Linked DNA regions of Mus musculus: regions 1, 2, 3, 4 and 6 are each linked to region 5. The links are chromatin contacts, called in public promoter capture Hi-C maps. All regions are on one chromosome and are shown on one strand. The core of a region is the stretch at or near the end of the contact, and the rest is flanking DNA. Distances in the headings are between cores, read along the strand shown. Region 1 holds the start of Otp (orthopedia homeobox). Region 2 holds the start of Tbca (tubulin cofactor A). Region 3 holds the start of Zfyve16 (zinc finger, FYVE domain containing 16). Region 4 holds the start of Wdr41 (WD repeat domain 41). Region 5 holds the start of Arsb (arylsulfatase B). Region 6 holds the start of Zbed3 (zinc finger, BED type containing 3).

What was found. Promoter capture Hi-C pulls out the DNA fragments that hold promoters and counts their contacts.
Region 1: a contact with region 5 is called in a promoter capture Hi-C map of stem cell-derived epiblast-like cells, with 4 times the contacts expected there. The contact joins the promoter of Otp here to the promoter of Arsb in region 5. A contact is called at or near these places in 5 of 39 promoter capture datasets (the 3T3-L1 cell line, the HPC-7 cell line, frontonasal cranial neural crest and 1 more) and 1 of 484 Hi-C or Micro-C datasets (cortical neurons).
Region 2: a promoter capture Hi-C map of pre-B cells shows a contact between it and region 5, with 2.6 times the contacts expected there. The contact joins the promoter of Tbca here to the promoter of Arsb in region 5. A contact is called at or near these places in 6 of 39 promoter capture datasets (the C10 cell line, the HPC-7 cell line, embryonic stem cells and 3 more) and 1 of 9 other capture datasets (liver).
Region 3: a promoter capture Hi-C map of liver shows a contact between it and region 5, with 3 times the contacts expected there. The contact joins the promoter of Zfyve16 here to the promoter of Arsb in region 5. A contact is called at or near these places in 4 of 39 promoter capture datasets (hippocampal neurons, liver and pre-B cells), 2 of 115 datasets of contacts at active chromatin or transcription factors (astrocytes and large pre-B cells) and 1 of 9 other capture datasets (liver).
Region 4: a contact with region 5 is called in a promoter capture Hi-C map of pre-B cells, with 3 times the contacts expected there. The contact joins the promoter of Wdr41 here to the promoter of Arsb in region 5. A contact is called at or near these places in 4 of 39 promoter capture datasets (the 3T3-L1 cell line, the C10 cell line, liver and 1 more) and 1 of 115 datasets of contacts at active chromatin or transcription factors (astrocytes).
Region 6: a contact with region 5 is called in a promoter capture Hi-C map of pre-B cells, with 4 times the contacts expected there. The contact joins the promoter of Zbed3 here to the promoter of Arsb in region 5. A contact is called at or near these places in 3 of 39 promoter capture datasets (3T3-L1-derived adipocytes, the C10 cell line and pre-B cells).

The regions. Positions count from the first base shown.
Region 1 is chr13:94,874,349-94,877,482 of GRCm38.p6, forward strand. It overlaps Otp (orthopedia homeobox), which reads left to right and starts at 1,288. Exons shown (of 3, transcript NM_011021.4): 1 at 1,288-1,458; 2 at 2,765-3,134. The coding sequence starts at 1,422.
Region 2 is chr13:94,787,491-94,790,370 of GRCm38.p6, forward strand. It overlaps Tbca (tubulin cofactor A), which reads left to right and starts at 1,430. Exons shown (of 4, transcript NM_009321.3): 1 at 1,430-1,512. The coding sequence starts at 1,460.
Region 3 is chr13:92,529,485-92,532,434 of GRCm38.p6, forward strand. It overlaps Zfyve16 (zinc finger, FYVE domain containing 16), which reads right to left and starts at 1,326. Exons shown (of 18, transcript NM_173392.4): 1 at 1,215-1,326.
Region 4 is chr13:94,974,408-94,977,629 of GRCm38.p6, forward strand. Wdr41 (WD repeat domain 41) reads left to right here and starts at 1,937. Exons shown (of 14, transcript NM_172590.3): 1 at 1,937-2,182. The coding sequence starts at 2,132.
Region 5 is chr13:93,770,333-93,773,119 of GRCm38.p6, forward strand. Arsb (arylsulfatase B) reads left to right here and starts at 1,347. Exons shown (of 8, transcript NM_009712.3): 1 at 1,347-1,760. The coding sequence starts at 1,446.
Region 6 is chr13:95,323,088-95,326,102 of GRCm38.p6, forward strand. It overlaps Zbed3 (zinc finger, BED type containing 3), which reads left to right and starts at 1,738. Exons shown (of 2, transcript NM_028106.3): 1 at 1,738-2,257.

The sequences.
Region 1 (3,134 bases), core at 38-2,537, 1.1 Mb after region 5:
AAATAACTTTAAAGGGGCATCATGTTCTGCTGCAAATACAATTGAAACGGATTGTTTGGGAGCAGATCAGAAACGGTACAGAATTTTGCACTTAATTTCCTCAGTTATCATTTACAATAAGAACCTCTGGGCTTGGCAGCCAAGTCTAAACAGTAGTAAATTAGTACAAATTTATACTGATTTTACTCTAATAATCGTAATAAAAGCTTATAGATTTGGCACTAATTACATAAATGCCTAATGATCTTGAAAATTACTCTGGTTAGAAATATATTACTAATCTAAACTTTGTTGTTGGCTGGCTCTGAAAAATCAGAACATTAGAAATGGTTCGCTTCACTTGTGCAAAAGCACTTTAAATTGTTCAAGTAGTTTAACACATCCAAGAGGAAAATAAAGAGCGGTTAACTTTATTTACTGCCTTAAGTGGCTTTGGTCGTCTAGCTGAACTTAGAAACTTTGACCGAAAGAGCAGGTTGGGACCTGGGTGAGAGTGTAGGCCTATCGGGCAGGTGGCCCTGGAACGCAGCTTCTGGAGTTCTGGAGGAAGGCTCACTTCATGAAGTCTCCCCCTCCCCCAAAGCGGACAGGGGACCTTGGCGGGGTGGTGGTGGGGGGGCAACTTCCTCTTTATTTTCTAGGCTTGCAATGGGATTGGGGCTCAGTAGGCCAGAGTCTGGGTCTCTAGAGAAGGCCTGCAGAACAGTGGCAGAAATTTAGGGTCGTTCTAGAGATGGTAGCTTGGCTGCCTGGTGAGCTAGGGCTTTGACTACCGCGGTCCAGTGTCCCCTAGCTGGCACGAGCAGGGGCAGCGGGGGCGCGGGTGCGGTGGGATGTGTGTGGGCTGGGGGTGGCGACTCTCAGGTCATGCAGAGGTCATGTCCTGCTTTGGTGTCTGAACTGCCCCCGTTCCAGGGACACCCTAGCTCTGATACACAGAGCCTGTGAAGCGAGCAAGGCAGGACAAGGAAAGGGGAGATGTGCCCGGAGAAAATCTCTGGGAAGAACTGACCGAGGCTCGGCCCAGAGGCCCAGGGCGAGGCCAAGGTGGCCGCTGCTGCTTTAGCGGCTGCTGGAGGCTGGAGCTGCCTGGGCTGCGGCCGCCGCCTCCTCCCGGCAGGCGCAGGCGGGCGGGCGGGCGGAGTGGGGGACTCTCCGGGCGCTGACATTTGCAGGCTGCCCTCCTGATTGGTCCCCTCGCCGAGCTGCTCACGGGTTCATTCATCTGTTAAGCACCTCCCCGTCTCTCTAAAGGACATTATAATGCAAGAAGCCCCCTTTTTAACCACAAACCGAATTTTCTTTCATTTAGGTGATCTATATATATCTATATCGTATAGCTTATAGCTTATATCTATTTTAAATAACTTAAAGCCGCTAAAATTTGGGGGGGAACAGCTTTCGCCCTGGAGCGGTGCGCGATGCTGTCTCACGCCGACCTCCTGGACGCCAGGCTAGGTGAGTGAGCGCCTCTCACCCGGGCAGCCAGGAGAAGCCGGGGCAGGAAATTGTCAATTTGTTCCTTATTTTACCTTAATGCGCCCTAAATGGACTAATTTCTTTAAAAGTAATTGTGCTGTATTAAAGTTTAATTTGATTTAACATCGTCTTAAAAAAAATCTATGGAATATGTAGATTCCAAAACAAAACGGAGTTGGGGATGCTGACACCTTTTTGTTTTTCTTATTTTTTTCTTTCTCTCTCCCCTTCATTATTAATATTATTATTTTTGGAAGGAGTTCTAGCCCGCGATAATTTGTTTGGAGGTGTTTCTCTCTTTTTCCACTCTTGTTTGCTTTGATTTGGAATTTCTTTCATCCCTTTTTCCCCTTCTTCCTTTCTATCATCACCTTCTCCTCTAAGTGTGCTTAAATTTGTTTTCTTTTTTTAAAAAAAAATCTTCTCCTTTGTGAAGGAGAAGCCGCTGTATGAAGGTGGATTTGCTAAGTGTGCTGGTTGAGAAGAAAAGCCCAACTCATCCTCTCGGGCATCCCTGCCTTCTACAAGGGACTCGGTGTTACCAGTGACGGGGAGGGACGAGCCGTTTATTTCTCGGGAGAGAAAAGTTGAATTCTCTAAAGTTTGATTCACTGTTATGGCTATAGAGTTTACTTAAATTTCTTTGAAGCTATCTGGGTTACCAAGTTCTGGGCTTCAGGCTTGGGGAGCTTTAGTGATGGATGTGACTCCGTTTCCCAAACACTTTCTCTGATTTGAGGGGGAGGCGGAGCTGATTTGGGCTTATTTTGAGAGGTGGAAGGCTTGGAGACATATTCATCTTCCGAAAGTCAGAGGGAATTGGCCAGAGTTCATTTAGCGCCTTTGCTCAGGAGGAGCAGCCTCCAAAGGCTCTCTCTTGATTTCTTTTTCTCCCGCACCACCCGACTAAGAATTTTCTCAAGGTTTCCTGGGACACCAGGGTTACAGTTAGTGAAAGGACTCGGGTGTGTTTCATTGTCAGGCCTGGGAGTGGTTTTTTTGTTTTTGTTTTTGTTTTGTTTTTTGTTTTGTTTTGTGGGAGACACGAAGGCCGGAGCTGTGAAGCACCAGAGCGGGCTGTGGAGAGAAGGAGGCCAGGAGATGCTATTTCAACCTAGCTGTCCAATTCCTGGGAAACCGGGCTGAGGACCAGGCAGTTTCCGCCTCGGGGCAAGCGTGGGCGCAGAGGGAGCGGTGGATGGGGCTGAAGCAGAACCTCTCAGGGAAGTCACCGGCTCCTCACGTCGCCAGGACAGTACTGATCGAGATCCCTTTCCCTCCTCAGGTATGAAAGATGCCGCCGAGCTTCTGGGCCACCGGGAGGCGGTGAAGTGTAGGCTGGGTGTGGGGGGCTCTGACCCTGGGGGTCATCCAGGGGACCTGGCACCCAACTCGGACCCGGTCGAAGGAGCCACTCTGCTGCCGGGCGAGGACATCACCACCGTGGGCTCTACCCCTGCTTCGCTGGCGGTGAGCGCCAAAGACCCAGACAAGCAGCCGGGGCCCCAGGGCGGCCCCAACCCCAGCCAAGCCGGCCAACAGCAGGGCCAACAGAAACAGAAGCGCCACCGGACACGCTTCACCCCAGCACAGCTCAACGAATTGGAGAGGAGCTTCGCCAAGACTCACTACCCCGACATCTTCATGCGTGAGGA
Region 2 (2,880 bases), core at 180-2,679, 1.0 Mb after region 5:
AAGAGCATCAAGTGAAGAACAGAACCAAGAAATGAGGACGCAATGGAGGCCATGCCTCAATTCCTTGGGGGTTGTAGGGGTGCTTCAACAGGAAGAGACTCTAGAACACAGTTCAGGGTGCCTTGTTCTATGCAAATTGTATCTTGGAAAATATGGTGGAGTCAAAAGTTGTCCCATGTCTGCTGTGTTTAGGCATTGTGCTGAATGCCACCCTCTATACACCTGTCACGTGACGTGGGCATTATTTCTTAGGGCTCTTCAAGGAGGTTGAGTGCCGGGGTCCTGTGTTCGCTAAAGGATAGAACTCCACATGTGAGATAGGTGGCTAGTCATTTGCTCTCAAATGACTGAGTCCATTAAGTGTGTAGCAAGAAAAAGGAGATGAACAAATAAATAGCAGGGAGCGGATAGATGACACCATCGAAACAGGTTCTTACAACACCCTGCACAAAGCACTGGAGAAGTCCCTCGGAGTCCCCCAGTCAGAGATTCTCTCTGTGGATGGGATTCTGCCATTTTGTTGCCAGTGTAGGCATACTTTTACACAACTTAAAAAACAAAAACCAAGCGTTTATTTCATACACTTCTGTGTATATTTGCAAGCCACAGTGAACTTGCAGAGGTCAAAGGACAACTTGCGAGAGCTGGTTCTTACACTCTACCACTTTTGAGTCCTGCAGATTGGTCTCAGGCCATCAGGCTAGGAGGAAAGGGCTGCTCCCCTCTAGGCCAAGAAGGTGCAATGCTGTACTGTTTTCTCCCTGTCTCAGGGGTAGGGGGCCAGCATGTCTCAGGACGGGGAGTCTTGCTGGACACTTGAAACAAACTTGCTAAAATTTAGGACAAGAGGAACCTCCTTACTCCCAGAGTCCTCTCTCCATAAACTCAAACATCACAAGACAATTTACATAAGTAACACTCTGGAAAGGGAAGGGACTATATGGAGAAAGGGAACCGGAAGAGGGGGCATGGATTGGAATGTAAAAAAAAAAATTAAATTAAAATTAAAAATTTCTTTTGACTGTCTGCATTATGGTATTTTATTTCATCAAACACAGATCTCTTTCTCCATTTGACAACAGACAGTGAAAACAAAAATTATCCTTGTTAATAGTTTCTAAGTCACACTGTCCATTAAGCAGCTAATCCTGTTCACTTTCTCAGGAACAGAAAGTTTCTTAACTCAGGCTATGGAGACTGAGAAAATAAAAGTGCAGCTTGTGTACAAATCCTGTCCAAGCACCAGGGAGAAGCAGCTGGTATAGGGCTTTGAGAGTCTCCAGCTCTAGGTACCAGCAGTCTAGATGCAAGGATTCCAGGTAAGAGTCGGGAGGCGAGGCGGGGTCGGGCTCTCCAGGTACGCATGCGCGCACTCTGGGCTCCACGCCCACTCCACCGCCCCTTCTGCGCCGGCGCGCCGCGCAGCCCCGCCTCTCCTTCCTGCGGCGCCTTAGGGACCATGGCCGATCCTCGCGTGAGGCAGATCAAGATCAAGACCGGAGTAGTGAGGCGGTAAGGAACGGCCGGCGGCTCCGCGGCTGACGCTCGCTCTTCCCTTCTCACCGCCGGGGAAGCCGGGCGGAGCGTAGGCCCGATGCGGGCGCGGCTTCCAGGCCTCGGCGGGCGGGATGCGAGGGGCCCGCACACGCCTAGGCTGGCGCTGGCAGGGAGCCGCCCTCGGCGCTGGCCCTGCCGCCCTCCGTGCAGGGCTCGGCGCGACCTCGGCGCTGGCCTGGCCGCCTTCCGTGCGAGGCTCGGAGGCGTCCTCCGCGCTCGTAGGCCGGGAGGAGGAGGAAGAGGAGGGCGACCTGTGCCTGGAGGGCCTCGGCCTGTGCGTGCGGGGCGCCGGCTCCCTGAACTTTGCAGTAGGGAGGCGGAGTCCGCCCTGGCCTGGCCTCAGGTGGACTGGACAGCGCTCAAGTTTAAGGGACGCTGAGATCATGGGCCTCACTCAGAATACACAATGGCGGGGCCCTGGCCTCTGACATGGCTCACTTCCAGAGTTTGGGAACTGGGGCTTGAACGTGAGCACCTCTGCAAACTTCTTCCCCGAAGCTCGCCCCGGAGCTGTGGGCTGCTGCCTCCCAGGAATAGGCCAGGCCAGTCTTGTGACTTGCCTTGACTCCCGACTGTACATATTGCAGTGCTCATTAGAACTAGTTTTGTTCAGACCCAAGCTGATCATACCGAAACATTCCAAGGGAAAAGATACACAGCCTCCTTACGAAGCAGATCGTTCTGCAGGGGAAATAGCTTTTTTTCCTGTTGCTCCATCTCTCCACCGTTTATTGATATTCCATCAGAGGGAGGTCAACCCATAGAGGAGAGAATCACTTTTAGAGATACTGCCCGAGTTTTAGTACTTCGAACGGTACTTTGGAAGCTTTTATTACAAAGGCAGCTAGGGTATGGTAGGGGGGCGGGGCGGGGGTGAAGGTGGGGGGGATAGACAGTCGGTTCTGAATTGTGCCTGACTTCAAATCTGGTTTTATGTATTCTGGAACATATTTCATCGTTGTACTGTGCCTCTTCTTACTGAATTTGGAAGATAGAGTCCAAATTCTCCCTGAATTCAGTTTTTGGAAGAAATACCTGCTACATTTTTGATACAGTGTGATTCAAATAAATAAGATACACCATATAGGTTTTGCTCAGTACATGTTTATGAGTGCAGTTTTCAGAATGTGGCTGAAGTCACACTTCAGGTTAGTAGCAGAGCAAGCAAATGAAACAAGGATCCTGGCTCCAGCTGGGATGCGGTGATAGAGCATTAGACTGTGTGATAACACAGGAGGGGAATATGAGATCTATAGCATACAGTAAGTAATCCGCGCTGTCCCTCAGCCCACACGTTTCTTCTCTTTTGCCAGACTTTCCTTG
Region 3 (2,950 bases), core at 76-2,575, 1.2 Mb before region 5:
AAAAATAATAAAAATATATTAGAAGGCAGTTGGACACTAGACTGTAAGGGGTATAAAATTGTGAAAGACAGTAATATGATCATGAAGAAAATGTTCAATGTACATTAGAATTAGAATTTAAAAACAACCAAGATTTTTTAATATAATAAAGTATTTGCTTCATTGTATGACTATTTTTAAGTGAATATGTGAAGAAAAAAAAGAATTTCCAGAGTTTTAATTTTCAAAATGGTAAATATTCTGCATTAACAATTACATTTTCTTGAATATTTTTCAATTGTCATTATCTTCAACCATATAGGATACTATGTGTAATTGGCATTATGACTGGGGACAAAAAAATTAGTTTTATTTGTAAGGTAGCTACTTCAAAAGATTGTTTTTGCTCATATTATTATGTGTATAGTAAAAAAATGTAATGGGTATATGTGTACAGCTTTTAAAAACATGGGAAAGGTGAGCAACACTCTTATCATTTTAAGTTTAAAATGCAACAGGGGCCAAAAAAAAAAAAAAAAAAAAAAAAAAAGGACAAAGAAAAATGTCAAAATGGTAAGCGGCTGGTTACTTTTGCACGGTGGAATGGTGACTAGCTCATTCCTAATTCCCTCCTCTAATTTTTAAATAGCTTGCCACTAAATGTGTAGTTTAATATCAAAGAGAAGGGGGAAAAAAGAAGTTATGTGAAAAATCGGACAGACACGATCAAACCACTAAACTTTTGCCAACTCGAGAAATGCCAAACTCAGCCGAGTAAGTGACGGAACCGGATGACATCACCAACTTATTCTTTGAATTAAAAGATGAAGTTAATATTTAAATTTACGGGCTGGTTTTCTGACATGGCTAACCAAGAACATGAGTCTGGAATGTAACAAATTGCAATCACGGTCGCACAAACAGGTTAACTGTTAAAAGTTAAGGTCATCTCTTCAGAGGCACCAAAGACAGCGAGCGAACACTGAGGCATCAGTGAAACGGAGGAGGCGGCGACAACAGGCGCCGCGGGGACTCGCGGGATCCAGTGCGGCCCGACCCGGCCCAGCCCAGCCCGCGATGGGGTCGGGTATCTCGGCCGCACAGAGCCCAGGGTGGCAGGCGGGTCCCGGAGGAAGGCGAGGCCGGGCCGTCGCAGCCTAGCGAGTCCGAGGCCGCCCCGCCCCTCCGCCCGCAGTACGCTGAGGAGAGGCCGGTGGCGGCTCCGAGGCTCTTACCTCCCCACACCCCGCCGAGCTCTCGGGGACTCGACGCGACGCCGCAGTGAGGCGTGAAGAGTAACCCGGCCACGACACCCAGGACAGCGCGACGCCAGCCTAGAGCTCGTCCCCAGCCGACCTAGCAGAGAAGGGCGCAGGCGCAGAGAATGCTTCCCGCTGCCACGCCCCCTCCGGGAGGCTTGATCTATGCGCATGCGCGCTGCTCGGGTCCGAGCCAGTCCACGCGGGCGCGCCGGAAGTGGCCAGGCGACTCCGTTGGGATCCTGCGCTCGGACGCTGTTCCAAGGACGCTCTTCTGCTGGCCTCAGGAGGTGACTAGTGCCACAGCTCAGCTGACCCGGCACTCCGGTTTGCACCAGCCAAATCCAGCGGCCGACACTGTATCTCACCTCCGGGCAGCTCCTAAATGCCGGTCCTTGGGTGAGCGGATTGGCCGACGCCGCCCTGCACTTCTGGCTGTACTTCTGCATTTCCAACCCTCTGTAGCCTCCAGAGCGGCTGCTGTCTAAAACCAGAAGCCAGCTACCCTCTCGGAAGGAGATGCCCGATGCCTCGCGCGCGCTCTCTGCTTCGGCCTTCGCATTTTCACCACGAGTTTTCTAAAATTCAAAGAGAGCGAAGAGAAAATTAGTATCCGGACCAGCTTGGGGACTGCTGGCTCGCCTAGGCTTTCGAGAGATTACAAGCGTTATCGCTGCTGTGATTTGTACTCAAGAGACTTCACAGTCAGAGCTCAGGTCCTCAATTCAGTAATTGGCAACTGTAGTTTATCTTTCAGAGATTCTGCATCTCTACTTCTGGTTCCCCTTCTAAACTCTGATTTTTGCCAAGAGCAAAACTTTTGGTTGTGTAAGGTGACTGGCCTGTTCTTTGACAGACAATGCAAAAGAGATGCTTCGCTTACATTAGCTAATTAATCTTAAGAATAATTCCACAAGGGCTGGAGAGATGGCTCAGCCGTTAAAGGCTAGTCTCACAACCAAAAATATAAGAATAATTCTACAAAGTACAGTGTGTATTTTCACTTTTATACGTTGGACACTGTCACAGATAAAATGGGGCCGTCGTCTTTTTGGAACCTCAATTCAGAAGCAGTGGCTTGTGCATACAAATTAGGGGCAAAAGTATATAGTACAATGTAAGGACAAATAAGAGTTATTTTAAATGAACAAAACAACATTTTAAAGTATATGCAAATCAGTTCACAAAATAGCATGTCTACCACATTTTATTGATGTTCAAACTTAATATAGCAGAAACAGTGTATTCTCCATAAATCTGTTTTACCAATTTGCTTAATTTATAGATGAATTCATTGGTGAGAATAGTGTGGATACTCTCATATCCTGGTGTGGATATAAGTTAACACAAATTCACATATAAAGTAGGACTTTTGAAAGAACCTGCTTAGTAGCCAGGTACAGTAGCCCAAATTCCCTCCCCAGGAACACCTGTAAGGAGAAGCAAGGTAAAGACAGAACTTCCAGAAGGAAAGACAGAAACCAATGGGGACCTGAGAGGGAGAGCAGTCTGTCTGTCTTTCTTGCCTCACTCCTATTCTTGAAGTATGTTCTTGATATTGAAACTATGAATCCAGTCCCCTATTTCCTCCTTCTTTTTTCACTACCTGAATTTGAATTCTAGTTCTGCCACTCATTAGCTTTGTTACTGAAAGCTAGACACTCTCTTAGTAAGAGTATGATACGAATAATGTGTAACCTGAGATATCCACA
Region 4 (3,222 bases), core at 687-3,186, 1.2 Mb after region 5:
GCTATCCCAAAAGTCCCCCACATGCTCCCCCATCCACTCCCCCACCCACCCACTCCCACTTCTTGGCCCTGGCCTTCCCCTGTACTGAGACAGATAAAGTTTGCACGACCAATGGGCCTCTCTTTCCACTGATGGCCGACTAGGCCATCTTCTGCTACATATGCAGCTAGAGACAGGAGCTCTGGGGGGTACTGGGTAGTTCATATTGTTGATCAACCTATAGGGTTGCAGATCCCTTTAGCTCCTTGGTTACTTTCTCTAGCTCCTCCATTGGGGGCCCTGTGCTCCATCCAATAGCTGACCCTGAGCATCCACTTCTGTGTTTGCTAGGCCCTGGCATAGTCACACAAGAGACAGCTCTATCTGGGTCCTTTCAGCAAAATCTTGCTAGTGTATGAAATGGTGTCAGCGTTTGGAGGCTGATTTTGGGATGGATCCCTGGATATGGCAGTCTCTAGATGGTCCATCCTTTCGTCTCAGCTCCAAACTGTGTCTCTGTAACTCCTTCCATGGGTATTTTGTTCCCAATTCTAAGAAGGGGCAAAGTGTCCACACTTTGGTCTTCATTGTTCTTGAGTTTCATGTGTTTTGCAAATTGTAACTTATATCTTGGGTATTCTAAGTTTCTAGGCTAAGATCCACTTATCAGTGAGTACATATCATTTGAGTTCTTTTGTGATTGAGTTACTTCACTCAGGATAATGCCCTCCAGATCCATCCATTTGCCTAGGAATTTCATAAATTCATTCTTTTTAATAGCTGAGTAGTACTCCATTGTGTAAATGTACCACATTTTTTGTATCCATTCCTCTGTTGAGGGGCATCTGGGTTCTTTCCAGCTTCTGGCTATTATAAATAAGGCTGCTATGAACATAGTGGAGCATGTATCTTTCTTACTAGTTGGAACATCTTCTGGATATATGGCCAGGAGAGGTACTGTGGGATCCTCCGATAGTACCATGTCCAATTTTCTGAGGAACTGCCAGACTGATTTCCAGAGTGGTTGTACAAGCTTGCAATCCCACCAACAATGGAGGAGTGTTCCTCTTTCTCCACATCCTCACCAGCATCTGCTGTCACCTGATCTTAGCCATTCTGACTGTTGAGAGGTGGAATCTCAGGGTTGTTTTGATTTGCATTTCCCTGATGATTAAGGATGTTGAACATTTTTTTCAGGTGCTTCTCAGCCATTCGGTATTCCTCAGATGAGAATTCTTTGTTTAGCTTTGAGCCCCATTTTTAATGGGGTTATTTGATTTTCTGGAGTCTACCTTCTTGGGTTTTTTATATATATATTGGATATTAGTCCCCTCAAACTTTGATTTCTATGTGCCAACTAGAGATTGCTTTTCCTAGTCTACATTTTCAAAAGTGTCCAGGTAATTTTTGATACGAAGCCAGGTTGTATAACCAGTCGTGTAACTATTAAGAAAATTTAGAGGCTGACATAGAATGTTTGGAGCTAGAAATGTCGCTCCATGTTTCAGCAGCACAGCCAGGGAACGGATTCCTTCGCTTTATACTTCCTGCTTTGGAAGACAGTCCAGGCAATGTGTAAGAACCGGTTTTGAAGTTTACCGAGCAAGTCTTAATTCCATCATGGCCACCTGCTGGCTTTTATCTTTAGACACATTACTTAATCTTTAAGCGGGTCAGTTTCTTGGTCTGTAAAAAGGGAGGCGTTAGGGTTTGGTACAGTCCTTATTCTGTGGCACACAATGTTGGCTGCTTGGTGTACAAGAACGCCACTAGATTCGTCCAGGAGCAGAAGTCTACTGCAGGCACACCCTCTCCATCTGGCTGTTGGGAAACCAGGAGACTTGCTAGTGTGTTTAAGGGGCGCCGTAGCTACACAGGATTTAGACAAGCGCTGGTCCTGCGGCGACATGGCCGCAGCGCACGCCCACTAGGGGGCGCCCGAGCGACCTGAGCTCTTGCGCCAACCGCGCGGCGCCCACGCGCGTGCTCACTGGGGACGCGGAACCTCCGCCTCCGCCGTCGCGGCCTTCAGTGCGGGCGCCCCAACGAGACTTCTGTTTTCCCGCTGCCTCGCCCCAGGCTCACTCGGCCGCAGCCCCAGCACCTGCGCCGCGGCGGCCCTCGCTCCGTGGGCCGCGGACGCCCCGGCCCGATGCTGCGCTGGCTGATCGGAGGAGGCCGCGAGCCGCAGGGCCTAGCCGAGGTAATGCGCGGGGGCCCGGGGGCGGGGCCGGGGCGGGGCCTGCGGCGAGCGCCGGAAGCGGCTGCTCAGGGCCACCTGGCCTCTGCTAAGAAACTGGGACTTAACTACAAACCAGCAGGAGTGACTGCCACTCTTGATTTATTTGAACCGATAAGTCTTCTCAGCCGGGACTCGAATTTGCTTAAGGAACGTAAATTTAACTAGTTGCTTTCCGAGAAGCTAAGTGAGAAAATGATTTCTGTTTATTTAGTACATGTATGGTCTCATCGTCACATTGAAAAAATAATTTTGTCACCTTAAAAATGTTGACATCTGAAATTTACTTCATGTGCCACACAACAATTTGTGTTACACTTCCTTCCTTATAGGAAGCATTTTACAGTTTGGATTATTGCAAACTTGGCAGTTTTAACTTCCTCATAGCTTTGACATTGACACGTGATTTTTTTAAATCACTTATTTTATATAATTTGAAGTCCTTAGGGTTATGGAAGAATTGTGGATTATTGAATGGACACATAACATATATTTGACTATTTGCTTATTTAGTGAATACACTATTTTATTCAGTTCTGTCATACCTGGTAAAACTCTCACATAATTGAGTGACAGCTAGAAAAGAGACCAGATAAATGCAAAACCATCACCATGGGATAGCATGCTGGATCTTACGTTTTCTTTTCCACACAAAAGTACTTCAATTGTGTAACTGCCTTGAATATGTACACTATAAGAGCTGGTGATTTTTCCTAATGAATGAGAGAACATTACTTATGAATTACAGTCAGCCTTCCAGTCTAAGTGATTCTCAGTCCTGGGGTAATCTTGTCCCCAGAGGATAGTACAGTGTCTACTGTTGGCCATGGGTAGGTGTGATGGGGGCACTGTGTATAGAAGAAGGATGCTGCTGTCTATCCTAACACCCAGGAGAGGTCTCAGGAACAGAAACTTAACGTAGTCCAAACTCGCTTGTCAGACTTAAGAAACCTTGGTTAAGAACAAAGCTTCTTATGGTGAAATTGTACTGAATTTGCCTCCAG
Region 5 (2,787 bases), core at 97-2,596:
ATGCTTATCAAGGGCAGGGAAAACCTGGACCTTGGCCTGGGACTGTAATCCCAGTTCTGTCAGTGGGAGATGAAGAGGCAGGAGGACAGAGAGCTGGAGGAGCTATCCTGGGGTACATAGTAAGCACCTGCTTAAAAACAAAAAGGAGAGGACTATAGAAAACAATTATGGAGTAGAAGAATATGCAGAGACCACACTATCCCCAACACAAAAGCGAACAAACAACTCTTCTAAGATATTGTTTTTGGGTTTAAAAATGCCAAAATTTAAAACTTTCTGGCTATATTTTACTAAGGATAAGTAGTAGTTATCTACTTCAAAGAAAACTCTTATGTATGTTAAGAGGGAAACATATATTCAAGGATAATCTTTTTTTAAAAAGGAAAATTTTGGCCGGGCGTGGTGGCACACACCTTTAGTCCCAGCACTCGGGAGGCAGAGGCAGGCGGATTTCTGGGTTCAAGGCTAGCCTGGTTTACAAAGTGAGTTCCAGGACAGCCAGGGCTACACAGAGAAACCCTGTCTCAAAAAAAAAAAAAAAAAAAAACCACACACACACACAAAAGAATTTTTTTACTCTCACACAAATCACAAATGCAGAAATGAATACATCATGTGATTTCATCTAATTTATTAGTGAGAAACCGATAAGAAATTAAAATTGGTTATAAGGAACAATACCACAAACGCCCATCAGCCAACCGCATGGAAGTCAGTTGAGTACATCAGCAATAATTACTTTTCAAGGGTATCATTCATCCAGAGCTTCTAAAGCTGTAAAGTAACTCCCACGGACTCGGCCTCAGCCAGAGAGGGTGTGTCCTTCAGGCAGCGCACATTTTTTCTCTCTCCACCTAACAGTTATCACTCATCTCTAGACATTGAGTAAGCAAGTAGACAGTCTTAGGTGGGCATACCCCGAATGTCTTGAAATGAAACTTCACCATTTCATTTTAGATTCTGGGCAGACAGAATGAATGTGTTTGGCCCACTGATGATGGGAAGGAAGTGGCTTCATGGGTACACACTGCACAAAGGAATCTGAAACACCATCTGCACCACCTCTCTTCTCTCATCTGTAATGGTCCAAACCATTACAGGGTTTCTTCTGGGGATAAAAGGAGCGCTAACTATAGTGCTTAGCTGTCAAGTTTGCGGCTAGATTTAATCAGATAAAGGTTGTGAAACAGCTTTGGAACTTGTGGCTCTCGAGTTCATGGCTAAAATAAAGAACGGGCCTCTGGGCCTTGGAAGGACCGGCTGAGTTCGCCCGCGCGCTCTGTGCGGCTCCTCCCCCGGCCCCCGCGGGAGGCGGAGGCCGTGGACGCCGGCCCTCCCCAGCCCGCGGCCCGCCCAGGTGGATGAAATCTTGCTGGGGAGCCCGGCCGCTCAGTTCCCGATTCTGTCGGGGGTGCCCGCAGCACGGGCTCTGCAGGCTGCTAAGGATGGGCAAGCTTAGCCCGTGCACTGGCAGGAGCCGGCCTGGAGGTCCCGGGCCGCAGCTGCCACTCTTGCTGCTGCTGCTGCAGCTGCTGCTGCTGCTGCTGTCGCCGGCCCGGGCCTCCGGAGCTACCCAGCCTCCGCATGTGGTCTTCGTGCTGGCGGACGACCTGGGCTGGAACGACTTGGGTTTTCACGGCTCGGTCATCCGCACGCCGCACCTGGATGCGCTGGCGGCCGGCGGCGTGGTCCTGGACAACTACTACGTGCAGCCGCTGTGCACGCCCTCGCGGAGCCAGCTGCTCACCGGCCGCTATCAGGTACTAGGCGGCCTCCAGCCCCGCGTGACCCCGCGAGCCCGCCAGCTCAGTCGGACCGCGCTCGACAACCCTGGCTTCCCCAGGCTGCTGCCTAGGGCCACTGCGCATGCCTGACTTCCTCCTGGTGGCCGAAGGCAGGAGTGGCTTTCGTTTTCTCTAGGTCAGAGGAGAGCGGGGTTTCTGGGATCTCGAGGTGCTGTGTCTGTGAACCCCCAAAGAGAAGGATAGACGAGGTCCTGAGGAGAAAGGATGGAGAAGAAAAGGGAGGCCCAAGGAGCTCCAGAGGGCCATTAAAGTGAGAGGCTGCACTGGGACGGACCCTAGTGACTGACGCGGTGTGTCATAGATCAGGAGTGACCTACTTGAGCCAGGAGGATAGGAAGCCATGTAGATGGGAGTTTCAGAGATTAATTTAGAAACACTAAAAAGACTTGGGATTGTTGACAAGGGACGCATCACCCGAAAAGCCTTCAGTGAATGAGCGTGGGGGTGGGGTATGTGAAAGATCTTAAGCTTTCTCTCAGCCCCTGTTGTACCTGGGAGTCAGGCCACAGGTGAGATAAGGTGCACCCCAGGCTCCTATATCTTTCCTTTACTAAGTTACCCCCTTGCCTATAACTATGCATATGTCAACAACGTGGAAATTCCAGCACCCACGCTCAGATCCTCCGCTGTGCATGGCTAACAATGGAAGTCATTTCCAGGTTCTCCGTACCCCTACAATGAAAATAAGGGTGCTGATATTTCTTCTACCTTTGAGGGTGAATCCAGCCCACATGAGTCTCTTCACTGCCCCTTTAGAGAGTATGTCCCCCACAGAGTATGTGTATGTTAAATGACTGGGAACAGTAAGAACGTATCTTGTAGTGTTTTTATTGTACTGAAACGTTTTTAAAAACCACTTTATGAGGTAGTTATCTTGAACGCCCTTTACAGGCGAGGAGATAGCTTGCCTAAATTGGATGTCAGCGGGGGAGTCACACGGCTATAAATTGCAATCCTTAGTTTCCTGCACCTACTCGTCTCA
Region 6 (3,015 bases), core at 488-2,987, 1.6 Mb after region 5:
CAAAAGGTGTGGGTGACTCCAAGGAGACCGTGCCTTCCAGACATACCAAGGTGACACAGGTGACACACAGAGACTGTGACAACATGTATAAGACCTGCAAAGGGGCAAGCCAGACCAAAGCCCAGTGGAGGAAGAAGTGAGCAAGGTCCCACAAAGAGCCGATTGCAATTTACACCTGCAGGGAGAGGGAGAGAATAGTGAGATATTGTCTACCAACCCACACCAGGATGGGCCTCATGCTCACGGTAGTTGGCCAATACAAAACTGTCTCCATGTGTGATGACTATTCTTGGTTATCAACCTCACTGCATCTGAAACTAGCTAAAACCCCAAAATGAAAGGCACACCTGTGAGGGATTTTTACCTAATTTGAAGTGGGGAGATCCACTTCTAATCAGGAATCTTTGAGGTAAAAAGACACACCTTTAATCTTTTGAGCCAGAAAAACCCCACCCCTAATCTGGGCCACGCCTTCTGCTGGAAGCCTATATAAGGACACGGGAGAAGACAGCTTTTTGCTTTTTGCCACTGTACTCTGGCCTAACTGGCAAGTCCATCGCCAGCGGCGGCGGTTACTCCTGCAGGATTCCAGCTTCTATTGAAGACCAGCTGAGACACAACTACTAGATTCTTGGATTTTCCATTCATAGACAGCTACTGTTGGGTTAGCTGGACCACAGCCTGTAAGTCATTCTAAAACTTCCCCCTTTCTCTATATAAAGAGAGGAATTCGGTTTGTAAGTTCTGTTACTCTAGAGAATCCTTACACACTTTTTAAAATGTGTTTTCGTTCATTTGTTTGTTTGTTTTACTGGTTTGCTGGGTTACAAAAGAATATGATCAAAATATATTGTATGAAAACATTTAGGTCAATCTTGAAAGAGGGGAATCTAATAATCTCGCCATTGCAAAAGTATTCCTTTCGTGATACCCAACAAGATTTTTCTTTTCTCTGAAATTCTTGGCATAGAAGAAAGTCAACAAATAGGTCTATCAGGTGTGTGTGTGTTTAAGTGAGGAGGGTTATAATATTTCCACTGCAAAACACGTGCTCTGCATGAGCAAGGTGCTCCTCCCCAGCGCCACTTGAACCAAAGCAGTTAACATGGATTGTATTACCTACAAAAGAATTTCTTGGTTTTTTGGTTTTTTGTTTTTTTTTGTTTTTTTTACATTTATATCTTTTTGCTTATTGTCTTCTAGCAAGGCTTCGTGCCCATTGTTCATGTGACTTACTTTGACTAATAGAATGTGAGCAGAGCAGTATGTGGGCTGAAGAGATGATTGGGGTGGGGGGGCGGGGAGTCGGTTACCGCCGATCCATCGCCCTCTTCTGGATTCCACTGACACTGCACCCATGCATGCACAGACACCCACCACCACCACCACCACGCAAAAACACTAAATTAAAAAGCAACAAATTAGTGACTTTTGTTTTGTTTTTATGAATGAAGGGCAGAACGTGCCAGCTGTGCGTTAAGAGCTAACTGGTGCGTTCTTGAATTTGGCAAGTCACTTCCTTGCGACTATTTATAGATTAAAAATCTGTATGGTGGGAATATTTGAACGGCTGGAACAGCAAAACGCTACACAACAGGATTGCCCGTCAGCCTGCAAAGCCCCAAGGCTCTCGCCCGCACCTCAGCGGGCTGGTCTTGAAAAAGGTTTCTCTTTCCACCTGGAGCGTGGAATGCAGAAACCCGCCTTAGAACGCAGCCGCTAGCGGCTGATGTAACTGTAAATCACGCAGACGCTGTTAACTGAATATAATGAAGACAAAGGTAGTTCCCTGTGCTGGTGGTTTGGGTGGACACCTTTTCCTCCTAAGACCTTGATTGCAAGGACTTCTGACTAGTGCCATATCAGAGGCCTTAATCTGTAAGAATGCGAGCGAGCAGTGCGCCCAGCTGAGGATCTGGACCCGCTGAATCCAAGGGCTTGGAAGGTTAACGCGCAAACGTGCAGAGCCACGGTTAAAACGCTTTCAGCATCCCTGCGCTATTATTGCACCGTTTAAAAACCTCCGACAGATTTCAATTCGTTAAACTAGTTCTCCATCCGTTACTCTAAACTCCTCCCGGACCGGATGGTTTAGCAGCGGCGCCCCGGCGTCCAGACCACGCGTCACCGCCCCCCATGGACGCCCCGAGACGCGCAAATTGAGCGCTGTGTCTTTAAGGGGGAATCGGCCTTTTCCGTCCAGGACAAAATGTCTGCGAGGAGCCCGGAGGCGAGGGGCGACCATCGCGGCGTCCGGGTGAGCGTGGCTGGCTGGGGCTCGGTGGCGTGGCTTGGCTTGGCGGGAGCGACCGCAGGGACACCAGGGGCTGCAGTGATCTCAGGGGCCCGCGGGGACGTCCGGGATCGGAGAAACCGCGGGGTGGAGGGGTGCGGGGGACGCCACGCAGGACCTCGGGGACTTCGGGAGCCCCTAGGCCGTGGGATCCAGGGTCGCAGCCGCGGGGTCTGCAGGGGATGCCTACCACCCCAGGCTTGGCGGAGGGGCCCAGCCTGCGGGCTTCCGGAACCTTCTGGAGCGTCTCCGCTCTCTTTGGTTAACCAGCTCCGGGGGGTGGGGGGTGGGGAAGAGGGGGAACTGTCCCCGTAAAGTTGCCTCGGTGGAGAGTGACTTTGAGCCTCATGCGCTAATTGCGACTTGGTTAATGTTTCCCACCTGTGTGTGTGTGTGGAGGGGGGGGGGGGGGCTGTAAGAAAACCGGTGTAAACCAGAGTAAACCAGAATCTCCTCCTCCACTGGACACAAAAGAGTTTCCTGATCCGGGCCTGGCTCACTGGAGCCTTTGGTTGTGCAAGCCTTCTGTGGCCGGCTTAAAGCTTTACTAAAAAGAATAGGATTTTCCTTCATTGGAAAAAAAGTACCTGCCATTGCTGAGCTCCAAAGGTGTTTAGAACAGCTGTTGAATAGTTTCGTGAGTTGAGATAATTAGTGGTGTTCTGAATTTTTTATTTTATTTTTTTTTTTAAGACGGGGTCTGTTTCCTTGGGTGACCTGAA